Regions from separate parts of the Sus scrofa genome. Here region 2 is linked to region 1. A link is a contact called in public HiChIP or PLAC-seq data. All regions are on one chromosome and are shown on one strand. Each heading gives the region's core, a stretch centred on a gene start, on an enhancer-like site or on the middle of the called end of the contact. The rest is flanking DNA. Distances are from core to core; before and after follow the strand shown.

Evidence for each region. HiChIP or PLAC-seq counts read pairs in DNA pulled down with a chosen protein or histone mark.
Region 2: a contact with region 1 is called in an H3K27ac HiChIP or PLAC-seq map of skeletal muscle, with 4 times the contacts expected there. The contact joins the enhancer-like site here to the promoter of VPS33A in region 1. A contact is called at or near these places in 5 of 5 promoter capture datasets (fetal liver, fetal skeletal muscle, liver and 1 more), 20 of 47 Hi-C or Micro-C datasets (alveolar macrophages, blood, brain and 11 more) and 2 of 2 datasets of contacts at active chromatin or transcription factors (alveolar macrophages and skeletal muscle).

Annotation. Positions count from the first base shown.
Region 1 is chr14:30,467,295-30,471,406 of Sscrofa11.1, forward strand. It overlaps VPS33A (VPS33A, CORVET/HOPS core subunit), which reads left to right and starts at 1,754. Exons shown (of 13, transcript NM_001098604.1): 1 at 1,754-1,886. The coding sequence starts at 1,785.
Region 2 is chr14:30,582,163-30,586,274 of Sscrofa11.1, forward strand. MLXIP (MLX-interacting protein) reads right to left here. Exons shown (of 17, transcript XM_021073760.1): 9 at 3,464-4,112; 10 at 2,771-2,892; 11 at 2,451-2,667; 12 at 987-1,114; 13 at 368-469; 14 at 169-296. Among named protein-coding and RNA genes, the nearest start is that of IL31, 31 kb to the left of the region's middle. Within about 2 kb of position 2,124, at least 1 of the 83 cell types and tissues checked has an H3K27ac peak or open chromatin away from gene starts, as enhancers often do. A contact at or near this core is called in skeletal muscle, where this site is marked.

The DNA of each region.
Region 1 (4,112 bases), core at 504-3,003:
ACATGTAAGTGGCACCAGGTACAACCAACTACATATTGATGCATGAAGTTTTGCGAAGAAACTGGTGAAAATTGCTGTGATGTTTACCAAAATGACAAATGAACCGAGCATCTGTTTTATGAGTTCTGACTCCACCACAGGTAGATATTAATCCAGAGTAGAGTTACTAGCTGAACATTACTTTGACCTTTAAAAAAAAAAAATACCCTGATAGTAGTCCTTGACTACAGCATTGACTAAACTGATGAAAAGACTCAACTACACTTATTGTGGTCATCATTTCACAGTGTATACAGAAATCATTATGTTGTATACCTAAAGCTAATATAATGTTATATGTCAATTATATCTCAATAAAAATGCATTTTAAAAAGAAAAAAGCCTCAAACTAACACTAAAGTCTGCAATGTTTCTAGGGCAACTGCAGTACTGTAGCAATGTCTCCAAACATTGGGTCTTACACAAGTAGAAGGTCTGTTGATAACCATCTAGCATCCTGACGGTGAGTTTTTTGGTTTTTGTCACAAGGGCACCTGAGTTCCCAGACCAGGGGTCAGATCTGAGCTGCAGTTGCAACCTAAGTTGCACCTTCTGCAGCTGCCAGATCTGTTTGAGGAGGATCCTTTATTCTAGTTTTGCTCATTTGCACCCAAGCATGACTTCACTAACTGTGGATATTTTTACCTCTCAACATAGTTGTGCTCTCATTTAACAGTTCATGACATGGCCTGCTGAGCTCAAAGTTCACTCTCACAGATGGTGCTACAATATGTAATTCTCAGTTGAACAAAAACCCTGCACATGTGAGAAGAGTCTGGGATACAGGTTGAGAACCACGGTGAAAATCGGGTTGAGAATTAAGGCATGAAACACTCTGCATGTATGGAAACAAGTTCTTTTAAAATCTAAATGTCTTTGATAGAATCAAGACATTGAGAGTATAAGTATCTTAGTATGTATGACTGATTATCATCCTCAAATTCCACTCATCGCTTTCGTATACTCCATGTAATTGCTTCGCGTCCTTTCTTCGTAACATTGTATGAAGGATTGAAGGAAACCAGGCAAGACCAAACATTTTCAAGCCTTTTTCACCTCAAAGTACTGAAAAACATATATCTTCCTAATGTTATTTATTGAACAATTGTTAAATTACAGGCGCACTAAGCCTTTTACATAAATTATACCATGTAAATTACATCTTCTTTCATCCTCGTAATTCACAAGAATTTTACCTGGATTCCACGTCGGATACCGTTTGTGTGAAATACTACACATCACACAAAAGTCTATTAGGAAGAGCTAAAGGGACAAGTCACTCAAAGTTCCCGCGGCCCTTAGCCATTTTTGTAGACTGTAGCCGACAAACCGAAAGAACAAAGCTCAGGCCCTTTCGATAGCTATAAATCGAAAAGATTTCCATTCAAGCTCAGCTTGGTTACCATTTTGCAGCGGTATGCTTGCTGCTCTGAAGAAAGTCTCTCGATTTTTCAACGAGATGAGTAAGACCCAGACTCTATCCTTAAACACAGCTCTCAGCGCTCAACAGCTCCTGGACTGAGGCTGTGGTCTTAAAAAGCCTCAGAACCCAAGAGGTAGAATAAAGCGGCGGGCGTTAGGGCCAAGAAAGCGGCAGACAGCTGACGATTCTAGTTTCCGGGTTTGGCGTAAGGTCGGCGGCCCGGGTCACGTGAACACGCCGTCACGTGACTGCGCCCGTGGGCTCTGCTGGGGAAAAGCCGATTCAGTTGGATCGAGGGGGGAGTAGGGGGCGGTGGGGCAAGATGGCGGCGCACCTATCCTATGGGCGAGTTAACCTGAACGTGCTGCGCGAGGCGGTGCGTCGCGAGCTGCGAGAGTTCCTGGACAAGTGCGCGGGAAGCAAGGTGAGGGACAGTGCGCGGCGACACCGCCCTCCAGCGCCGTCCGACTTGGCCTAACCCGGTCCTTGACCGCCTGAGCTCCGGGTGTACGAGGTCCCCTGGGGCTTCCAGAGAGGAGAGCCGGCGGGTATGATGAGGCGGGGAGAGGGGACAGCTGGTGGGGCCTGGGGCATCCAGCCTGGATTCTGCGTGGCATCGCGATTGTTTCGTGGAAGCGGAATAAGCCACTGTGCTACCTTAGTCCCTCACGAATCAGCTTGTGTCAGTGCCATTCAGGTCCAGAGGGGCGAATCCGGTGCCACCCCCACCCCTACACACTGTTGAGGCGGGCCGGCCCGAGGACGTAGATGATCCAGTGTCCATTCATTACAAAGATCATACGTGTGGTTAGAAACCATACCTTTGAAAGTCTGAAGCACCACTGTCTTACAACCTTTTCTTCACATGGATTATGAGAAGTGGTAGCATTTGAGGGTTTTTTTTTTTTTTTTTTTGTCTTTTTGCTATTTCTTTGACCGCTCCCGCGGCATATGGAGGTTCCCAGGCTAGGGGTCTAATCAGAGCTGTGGCCACCAGCCTACGCCAGAGCCACAGCAACGCAGGATCCGAGCCGCGTCTGCAATCTACACCACAGCTCACGGCAACGCCAGATCCTTAACCCACTGAGCAAGGGCAGGGACCAAACCCTCAACCTCATGGTTCCTAGTCGGATTCGTTAACCACTGCGCCATGACGGGAACTCCAGCATTTGAGGTTTTTAACGTCAGCCTCTCGAAACAGAATTGTTTCTCCTGTTAGACATTTTTTTTTTTTTCCTGGCCACCCTGGGGCATGTGGAAGTTTTTGAGCCAGGGATCAAACTTTCACCACAGCAGCAGCGTGAGCCCTGCAGTGACAATGCCAGCTCTTTAACCGCTGCACCACATGGGAACTTCCAGTTAGACATTAATTAGCATCCAGCTCACAATGGAATGGGAAACATAGTAGGTAAGGGACTTCCCAGCATTTCGTTTAAGTGGTATTACCTTGACCCTCTCTCCTTATGATTTATCAGTCCCCATAAAGTAACTGGCAATAAAGCTCTGAAGAGAAAAGGAAAATTGGGAAAACTCTGAAACGAATATTAGAAAGAATAGCACTCTGTGGAGTTCCTTTTGTGGCCCAGAGGTAAGGAACCTGACTAGCATCCATGAGGATGTGAGTTGGATCCCTGGCCCTGCTCAGTGGGTTAAGGATCCCACGTTGTGGCTGTAGCATAGGCCTGCAGCTGCAGCTCCAGTTGCACCCCTGGCCTGGGAACTTCCATATGCCACAAGTGCAGGCCTAAAAAGAAAAAGAAAAAAAAAAAAAAAAAAGAATGGGACCCCAAGAGGTAGAGTAGGTGCTAGCAGCCATTGAGAGAAGACAAAAGCAGGCAAAGTCCTAGGTGCTCAGTTAAAAGTCGGGAAATGATGCTGAAATCTGAATGAGAGCATGGATTATGTCAATTCAGTATCCTGGTTGTAACACCTATTGTGCTGTAGTGTTGCAAAATGTTTTGTCAGAGGAACTGAGCAAAGTGTCTTAGGAATTGTTCTGTACTGTTTCTTACAGCTGAATATTAATCTATAGTTATCTAAAAATTTCAGTCGAAAAAAGAAAAAAATCCCACTGGAGTTTGGCAGCAGAAATGCTCCTAGGGTCCCAGAGCAATGGCCTGTGAGATTATAAGTCCTAGGTTGGAGTCCTGACTTCCTTATGTTATGTATGTCCAAGGTCCCTATGTGGCCTTGGACATGTTACTTAAACTTCCTGAGCCTTTTAAAATTTCCCCTTCTGTCAAAGTAAGATTTGTAGGAGTTACCACTGTGGCATATTGTGCCGATGATGTGGCTTGGTCTCTGGGGAGGTGCCACTTCCACCCCCAGCCTGACACAGTGGGTTAAGGATTGGGCATTGCTGCGGCTGTGGTGTAGGTTGCAGCTCCAGCTCAGATTCGACCCCTGGCCCAGGAACTTTTCTATATGCCTCGGTTATAGCTGAAAAAGAAAAAATAAGATTTATAGTATGGGTATCAGAGGTTTTAATTTTTGTAATTGGATTATATGACACATATAAAATACTAGGTTGCAATTGGCAGCTTCCAAATGGTTCAGTGTAATAATTAATACCATGACACAGATATTTTTTTTTTTTTTTTTTTTTTTTTTTTTTTTTTTTTTTTTTTTTTTTTTTTTTTTTTTTTTCTCA
Region 2 (4,112 bases), core at 874-3,373, 120 kb after region 1:
GTAGCAGGTGGCAAACGTGGGCCCTGGGAGCTGAGCAGGCAGGCCCACGAGGAAAGTCTGGGGCAGAGAAGGGCCAAAAGCAGCAGTGCTGAGCGAGGAGGCCCCTGCCAGCAACAGGGGAGGACGAGCCCCGCCCCACCCCCCCACCCCCCCGCGGCCCAGCCTCACAGGATGGTGGCGTTGAGCTCCTCGATTTCCTCTCGAAGTCGCCGGGCCTCCTCCTGCATCTGGCTGCGCTCCTGCTGCAGCTTGGTGATGTACTCCACGGTCTTCTGCAGCGTGATGGCGTGGCTGGTCTGGAAGGGGCGGCCGGGTCAGGGATCAGGGGTCAGGGTCTGTGCCCCTGCCCACCCTAGAGGCCACTCACCAGCTTGGTGTTATTAGAGATCAAACTGTTCAGGGTGTCAAAGCCCATCTTGATGTTGAAGCGTCTCTTCTGCTCAGCTGAAATGTGCTTCATCTGCCGGTTCTGTTGGTGAATCAACCTGTCACTGCCACACAGGGACCCTTCCCCTCACCCCCACCCCATCCTGCAGGCCAGAGTAGGGGCAGATTAGGACCCTGCGGCCTCTAGAGAGCTCTGTGTGTGTTGGGTGGTGACAGAAAGCTAAAAGGCTCTAGCAGGAGCCAGAAGGGGACAGGGTGGGACTCTAGAAAACCATCTCTGCAGAAGGAAGCATAGCCACCCTCACACCTCTCATCCACAGGTCCACAGGCATAGTTCTGACAGCTCCCCCACCCCCTCCCCAGGGCAAGGTCACCATAGGGCTGGGTAGTGGATGGGGGATGGGAGGGGCTGACAAGCTCAAGGTTAAAGCAGCAAACATCCCTGTTTCGGATGCTGCCCCCTCTTGGTGGGACTCCCATTGAGCCTGTGGTTCCTTCCAGTGTGTCTCTAAGTAAGAGACGTAGCTGTCCCAAAGGTCCTTTGATAGGCCTCTCCTTGCCTCCCCATCCTTCCAAGTGAACCACAACCTGAGAGGTACCTTTAAAGCAGCCACATTTTTGAGGTCTGCAGTAGATTTCCCTGAGCAGTTGTTCTGGGGAGACTGAGGGCTGGGGCTCTGTTCTGAAGCACACGGAGAGGCCTGCCCTGAGTTCGGGCAGTCTCGACCTAAGAAGAGCAGAGACTCCCCTCAGGCACAAGGCTGCCCAGGCACACGGGGGACTTGCCCACGAAGGGAACCCCCGGCAGGTCTCGAGTCTCAGAAACCCACCCTTAACCTCCCAGAGCAGCCCCAGTGCAAAAGCTAGAGAAATCCTGGCTGACATCCCGGGTGGGGGCAGGTCCTGTTAGGCCTGCTCAGGGAGGCTGGCTGGGTGCAGGGCTGGGCTCAGGACAGATCTTGGCCGAGCTCTGCAGTCACAGGTCCAGGGGAGCTGAGAGGAGGCTCCACTCCTGATGCCTCCTGCAAAGCCACCTAGGGCTCCAGGGGCCCCTGAGCATCTAAAGGTTCTAGTTCTCACTGAGTGGCGAGCATGCAGCTGTCTGTTCTTCTTGTTGTTGTTATTTAAATTCTACTTGTATGTTTTCTTACACTTTTTTTTGATCTTACCCATCCCCACACAATTTTTAATGGAAAAAAACCAACCAAACAAACCAACACACCTCTCTTTTTACCCAAGAAGGATGTGACAGAGGCAAACTGTGTGTGTGGCCTGGCTAGCCGCACTCCAGGCTCTGAGCTCAGGAGACACGCCTGGAAGCCCTGCCCAGACCCTCTCGGGACCCTGTCCCCCTTCACAGTATGGACAACTTGGGTTCAGGCCCCTCCACCTGGCTGTTCTCCCCATGCACTTCGAACTTCCAGGGATCCACACCTTGGTGGATAAGGCAACATTTACCGAGCCCCCCTAGGGTACCTCAGGCCCAGATCATAGCTAGTCTGTGTATCTTCCCAGATAAGGGTCCTTATTCTTCAAGGCCTGTCCTGGAAAAAGCCCCTCTGTCTGACCGCTGTAGGTAGAGACTCCTCCCCTCTACATTGGAAAGACACCTCTGCACCAGAGGTGGTTTTATTAAACACAACACACTTTGGTCTCCCTTCCGAGGTGCCGTCTGACTCCACTTCACCCCCAGCAGCACAGCCTCCCCTGACCTCTCGGCTCTAATGAAAGGCCAAGCCAAAGAAGAAGGCAGGCACTTGCGAGGCCTGATGGGCTGTGCTGATGCCACCCCAGGCTCATGCTTTCTGGAAACTGACGCCAAGGGCTCCTCCTGACTCCTTTTGTGGGTCAAAGCTGGCAGCTCAGAGGCAGGCCTCTCGGAAAGAGGCTGAGCATACTGGCGCCGCCTGACCACAACACCCTGTGCTCCCCTGGTTTGTCCTCCCTTCAGTGAGCCTTCCCCTTGCCAGGACCGCCGCACTGCCAAGCCTGCAGCCCAAGCTCAGTCCCGGGCACGCATGGCCACCTCCCCAATCCAGGAGCAGCCCATTCACTCTACTCACGCAATCCCGACCGATCCAACCGAAGAGAAGACTCACTTGGGCCCGTGGCAGGGACCGAGGGCGCACCCCCGTGCAGCGGAGCCTGCTCGCCCTTCACCAGGGAGTCTGGCACTGTGCTTGGAGAGAAGAGCCGTGAGACGGGGGCAGGCTGGCTGCCCGTGCTGTGACCAAGGTCTGTCACCAGGATGCTGCTATGGAACTCTGTGACTCCAGGAGCCTACGGGGACACAGGAGATAGAGGTCACCCCCCGACCATAGTCATGCTGGGCGATGGCCCCTTGGGGTTGGAAAGATGCTGAGGGTCTGTCTGGACCCCTTACCCTGGTAATGGCAGCAGGCGTGATGACCATGTTGGACTGAGACACGGTGGAAGCCAGCATCCCTTCTCTCTTCAGAGGGCCTGATGTCATGATCACTGCTTGTGGCGGTCCTGAAAAGGCAGCTGCCAGGACAAGGGGAAGGTGAGGGTGGAGGTCTGCTTCAGGCCTACTCCTGACCCCAGAGCCTGGGCCTGGCCAGGTCACATGTGGGGCCACCAGAAGCAGCACACAACCCCTTTGCCACCACTGAGACATCGCCTCCTCACTGCAGGGCACAGACAAAGCTACCAGGGGTTTTTTTGGCCACACCCATGGCATGCAGAAATTCCTGGGCCAAGGACTGAACCCATGCCACAGTAATGATCTGAGCCACAGTGGATCCTTTAACTGGTAGGCCACCAGGGAACTCTGGACAAAGCTACTTTTTGTAACTTCTCCTTGGATGGGGACAGATTACAGACCACGGAAAGAGGTAACAAGGCAGGACCGTGTTAGTCTCAAACTGGGTTGAGACTAACTTTAAAAGAATGACACAGGATAGAAAAAACAGGCTAGATCACACACACATAGTATTTCATAACTCTTCTGTTTCACATCACAATATGCATGTCACAAGTTTGCAAGCCTTGGGGACAGAAAACATCCCAGGTGGGGGAGGGGGACACCATACCTGCTTCCCTCCACCCGACTCACCTGGGGCGATGCGAGCATTCTTCAATACCAAGGACACAGGCTCTGGTTTGGGAGCAGGCACTATTTTGGGGGGCTGCTTGTGCCTCACCCCAGGCAAGGATACAGGCTTGGGGTGCACAAAAGTTAAACGAGGTTGGGGAGGCCCGACAGTCATGGGCCGGGTGACTGGAGACAGCGCCAGGCCACAGGCGGACATGGAGGGGGTGGGATAGCGGGTTGTGATAATGAGTCCCTGGCTCTGGCTGAAGGTGGTGGCAGAGGCATCATGGGTGAGGGTGGCGGAGGCCGTATGGGTGATGACAGAGGGTGATTTGCTGACTTCGGCAAACTTCTGTGGCTGCAGGAAGGCGGGTGGAGTTGGGGGACTCAGGGCAGTGGCAGGAGGAGGACCTAAGTGCAAGGCAGGAGACACGGGTGCCGGGGCAGGGCTGGGCGAGAGCAACGGCATGGTAAACACGGGGAGGAAAGACTGGGGGACAGTCAGTGGTGGTGCAGAGGGACCCAATTCTGCAGGCTGGACAAAAGGGTCCCCAGGCTGGGAGGTGTGTTCACAGCCCTGCCCATTTGTGGGGTCCAGGGCAGTGACCACAGGGGGTGCGATGAAGCTGTCGGGGAGGCTGGAGGTGGGGAGAGCAGTGGTTGGCAGGAT